Regions from separate parts of the Lactuca sativa genome. Here region 1 is linked to region 2. A link is a contact called in public Hi-C data. All regions are on one chromosome and are shown on one strand. The core of a region is the stretch at or near the end of the contact, and the rest is flanking DNA. Distances in the headings are between cores, read along the strand shown. Region 1 holds the start of LOC111886341. Region 2 holds the start of LOC111879684 (chaperone protein ClpB1).

The links. A called contact is a pair of places that touch in the nucleus more often than the background predicts.
Region 1: a contact with region 2 is called in a Hi-C map of leaf, with 10 times the contacts expected there. The contact joins the promoter of LOC111886341 here to the promoter of LOC111879684 in region 2. A contact is called at or near these places in 2 of 4 Hi-C or Micro-C datasets (both in leaf).

Annotation. Positions count from the first base shown.
Region 1 is chr4:219,044,281-219,046,988 of Lsat_Salinas_v11, forward strand. LOC111886341 reads left to right here and starts at 1,426. Exons shown (of 1, transcript XM_023882574.3): 1 at 1,426-2,708. The coding sequence starts at 1,761.
Region 2 is chr4:218,838,003-218,840,792 of Lsat_Salinas_v11, forward strand. LOC111879684 (chaperone protein ClpB1) reads left to right here and starts at 1,306. Exons shown (of 3, transcript XM_052770530.1): 1 at 1,306-1,573; 2 at 2,051-2,790. The coding sequence starts at 2,075.

The DNA of each region.
Region 1 (2,708 bases), core at 176-2,675, 210 kb after region 2:
ACGCTTCATCAAGAACTTTCATATTCTAGTCTCTTTATTCTTCAACTTCTTCATTTTAACGATTTCATCATCTTATATATGTTGAAGCTTATAATTTTATCTTGATCTCAAACACAAGCACAGTGGCGTAGCCACATAGAAGTAAAGGTGAGCCTTGGCCCACCCATAAAATTTTAAGTGTATATATATATATATATATATATATATATATATATATATATATATATATATATATATATATATATATATATAATGAACTAAGGTTGTGATTTGACGCACCCCATTCTAAATTCTAGATTTTATATATCGTTCATATTTTATAAATTATTTGGTTCATCCTAAAATAAAATCCTGACTACGCCACTGCACAAGCATAAGTTATCATTTTATGTATGACATTTTAACATACAAAATAAACGAAAGGTATTATAGACTTCATCCACTTTGGCCGGTAGCTCCCATCATTACACTTGAACTCTCACAAATTCCACGGTCTATCTTTAATAGTTGAATAAAACATGAACTCATATTCCGTTGGTTTCTAGATATGATCATCACATTTCACACATACATTTTCAATATAGCCCGATCACCAAGATAAAACTCTTACCATTTTGACTCCAGCATGACAATATTGGAGTCGTAACACTTTTTACGGGCGTGTTTGACAAAAGTAGTTGTTAGCTGGAAGCTGGTAGCTGGAATTTCTAACATTTATTTGTTATATGAGTGTTTAGTATATGAATGTTTTGCAAAAATAGCTGAAAGTTTTGAAATATATAAAATTATATAAAATGATAACTGTTTAAAAATAAATAAATATATAAATATATTTTTAAGGCAATAATGAAAATTGATTTAAAAAACTCAGTAACTTTTTGTTAAAATATAAATGAAGTAGTTTTTAAATTTGAAGCGTTTATTTAAACTAAAAGTTAAACGTTCGAACCGTCAAACGAAACTTTTTATTTAAAGTATAGCATTTTGGTAAAAGCTAAAAGTTATAAGCTCTCAAACGTTTCCAAAAGCTCCGTGTCAAACAAACTACCTCCATCAATCATTCATGAATTAGTATACTTTCAAAATGTAATAGTATTTACTTCTAGGGTATTCGACTACAATTGTCTTAATGTTTTCTTGCAATTATCTTCTTTCTATGTTTGTACTTCTTGAGATCTCTTGGACATATGGTGAAGAATGTCTCTAGTTAAATATTTATCCTCTTTTATCAAAAGTAAAACAATATACTTCACAATTGTATCAAATTACTTAAAAAGATATTATAAACATTGTTTGAAATAGTAATGTGTTAAAAAGGATGTTTTTTTGTTTACCGTTGGTAAAGGAAACTTAAGGATGAAGAAGATGAAAATTCGGATATACAAAGTGCTCTCTCTCTCTCTTGCGGCTGGTTAGGCCCACCATCCCCATCATCCCAGCACAGAGAGGGAGGCCACCAGAAAGAAAAAATTATGAGAAGAAAGAGATAAAGAGACTTCTCTCTTCCTCTCTCTCTATCTCTGTACAATTTTCCCACTTTTGATCTTTCTCACGTACGTTTCCTGTTAGATTTATGAGAAATTTTCGTTACCCAATTCGACTCCACATGTAATTTCCAGGAATTTTATCGCAAATGCCCCGTGTTTCAATCCCAATTATCGATCCAGTTTTTTGGTTTGTGGTTGTTCCTCTCTTGAACCACTTCCAACCCGTTTCGATTTGGTAAAAAAAATTCGTTCTTGTTAATTTAACCTACGAAAATGACGACGAGAGGGAGTAGATCGGAGAAGGTGAGAAGAATTTTCCAGCAATTTGATTTTAACAGAGATGGTGGTCTCAACAGAGAAGAGATGTCTGCCCTTGTTGTCGCTGTAAACCCTAGGGTGAAATTCAGTGACGAACAAATCAGCGCTATCCTCGACGAGGTTTTCCGAACGTACGGCGACTTTATTGACGGCGAAAAGGGCCTGACTTACGACGGTTTGTTGCGTACGTACGACGACGGCGCTGGTGACGTCGACCGTGATTTTGAGGCACTTGCGCTTGAAATGAAAACGGATGACGATAATGAAGCCGCGTCCTCTTTAGCTTTAGAAGAAGCTTCCACTTCATCGGTGCTGGAAAGGGCTTCGTCTGCCGGACCACAGAAGTCACACCGGACGGCAGCCTGGGCGGCGTCGCCGAACCACGGAATTATCTTTGACGACACATGGAAGCTCGTTGACGATTTGGAAATTCTGATCAAGAGATTAAAATCGAAGCAAACCAAAGACGGAAAACCAAAAGGGGAAAATTTCGATGTTTATTCCGATCCAGGGTGGTCGAGAGAGTTAGGGCCATCTTCTGAAATCGATAAACGCATCATTTGGGAAGAAAGTGGCCATGATTATGGGGTTTTCGTGAAAGAATTGGGAGCATTGAGGTCAAGAGCAGATGGGTCAAGATCAAGAGAAGAAGCATTCGATGGGCATATGGCTCTGGGTAGAGTTTTATACGATCAACAATTATTCAAAGAATCATTAGTCTGTTTCAAACGAGCCTGCGAATTACAGCCCACCGATGTCCGACCACATTTCCGGGCTGGAAACTGCTACTACGTCATCGGCCAGCATAGCGAAGCCAAAAGCGAGTTCATTTCCGCCCTAGACGCCGCCGAAGCCGGAGGTAATCAATGGAGTTATCTTCTTCCTCAAATCCATGTAAATCTC
Region 2 (2,790 bases), core at 56-2,555:
TTTCCCTCTACACCATCGATTTTTCTCTACGTAGTCGCTTCTCTCTACCATCACCAGCTTCATCGATTTCATTTATGAACTCCTCTTCTAGCTCTTTATGAGCTCCGGTAAACACTAAGCTTTGGCCAATATCTGAACGCCGACGATCGCCTCCTCCTTTTAGATACCTCTTCTTGTCAGTTACCACAACAGTGCCATCAAAATCAAACGTTTGGTTCCTATTGAAATCGATGGAGGAAGATCCCAACCTGGTGAAACAAATCAAGCCTTAGAGTTTGTTGTTGGTTCTTGATGGAATTGATGGAGGCATAACCGATTTCATGAGTTTTAGATGGGTGAGCTTGTGTTGACAAAGCTTGCAAATGCAGAGCTTTTAGAGGAAGGCGAAAATGGAGATGAAGCTATCGATTTAGGTAAAATACTATAGGTAGAGCTTAAATCTAGGTTACAATTTTAGATGTTGATTTGGGCTTACCAATTTAGGTCAAATATGGTGATCTTGCAAGAGTACGACATCTTTCAGATGATGTTGAGGCTTATATCGGGTAAAATTGAGAGAGAGACAACAACAATGGCGGTGGTTGGTGGTTTGAAAATTGTAGTGGCGATGGTGGTGCTTCACCACCGGTAGGTGAGTGTCTGATCGGAAGGAGAAAGAGTGCATATTTGGGATTTTTTCCCTTTGATTCTTAATCCCTAGAGAAAGAGATCCTTTAATATTAAATATATGTATTTTTTAAAGAGTAAATTACTGAAATCGTCCCTGTGGTTTGGTCAAAATTGCACGTTTGGTCCCTAACTTTTTTTTTGCACTCGGATCGTCCTTATGGTTTGATTTTGTTGCGTTTTTTTGTCCTTGTGGTTTGATTTTGTTGCATTTTTCGTCCCTTACATACATAAAGTTAGGGACCAAACATGCAATTTTTACCAAACCATAGGGACGAAAAACGCAACAAAATCAAACCACAGGGATGATCCGAGTGCAAAAAAAAGTTAGGGACCAAACGTGCAATTTTGACTAAATCACAGGGACGATTTCAGTAATTTACTCTTTTTTAAATAAGGCAAATCTTCATAAATGGCCTCTGTGGTAGTGAAATGACAGAAATACCCTTCATTTAACGGTCAAAAGCTAACGGAGTTAACGAAAATAACCAAATATTAAAAGTTTTGAAACACAAGAACGATCCGTGAGATTGTTATAAATTAGAGACCAATCTTCAGATTTTATGAAACCACGGACCTTTTTGAAGTTTTGTCGACATATAATGTCACTTTATTCGGAAATTCTCGAAAAGTTCTGGTAAGTTCCAGAGACTATACCGGTTTCTTCCAGACGCCTCCCGAGTCCATCCACATGTGTATAAAGCGTTTTATCACCGTCATTCTTCATCAGTTATCAAAAAAAAATTCAAATACTTAGTAAATTCGGACAACCAAATCTCCATAAACGAGCACTGATACTCACTAATTCGAGTCGTTTGATTCTGATTGATTTCGTACGCACTGATACTCACTAATTCGAGTCGTTTGATTCTGATTAATTTCGTACGCTATTGAAGGACTGTTTAAGGTAATAATAAGATATTCTCTTCTCCCCCTGTTTTGTTATGAGTTTTTCTATCTGTATTGTATTGCACGAATTTGCTTGATATGATAACATTTTTACTCTGTATTCGTTTAATCGTAATCCATGCTCAATTTTTTATTCTGCGATTAGTCATGTACCGTTACTTATGTCTTTTATAAGTTGAAACTCATTGATTTAGATGTTTTTAGTCCCATAACAACGACTTAGGGCAAAATCTACGTTATGAAATTGACGATGTTTCTTCTACTCTGCCTATCAATTTGGTAAATTGGAAGATATATTCTGTTATTAACAATGAAATGGTGGCAAATTTCTAGTATAACAGATGATTTTTCTCTTTGTCCGGTTCGTCAATTTTGTTATCTATGTTTGTTCAAGTTTAGACACCGAAAGATCAATATTTCTACTTTGATGTTCTTTATTAAACACAAACTGATGATCTTGTTATTGCGTTTGAAGGTTTTTTAAGAGGCATTATCAAACATGAATCCTGACAAATTCACCCACAAGACAAATGAAGCATTGGCTTCAGGTCATGAACTCGCAATGAATGCTGGACACGCACAGTTCACACCACTACACATTGCAGCAGCCTTAATTTCCGACCCTAATGGCATATTCCGGCAAGCAATAAGCAATGCCGGTGGTGAAGAAACAGCTAATTCAGCCGAGAGGGTTTTCAATAAAGCCATGAAGAAACTCCCTTCCCAATCCCCTGCTCCTGATGAAGTTCCAGCAAGTACTTCTCTAATCAAGACAATTCGTCGTGCACAGTCTTTACAAAAATCCCGTGGTGACACCCATTTGGCTGTGGATCAATTGATTTTGGGGATTCTTGAAGATTCCCAAATTTCAGAACTTTTAAAAGAAGCTGGAGTTGGTGCATCGAGGGTGAAAAGTGAGGTAGAAAAGCTTCGGGGTAAAGAAGGGAAGAAGGTGGAAAGTGCATCGGGTGATACTAATTTCCAAGCTCTTAAGACATATGGTCGTGATCTTGTAGAGCAAGCTGGGAAGCTCGACCCTGTAATTGGGCGAGATGAGGAAATTAGGAGAGTGATTAGGATCTTATCAAGAAGAACTAAGAACAATCCTGTTCTTATTGGTGAACCTGGTGTGGGAAAAACTGCTGTTGTTGAAGGATTAGCTCAAAGGATTCTAAGAGGTGATGTCCCAAGTAATCTTGCTGATGTAAGAGTCAT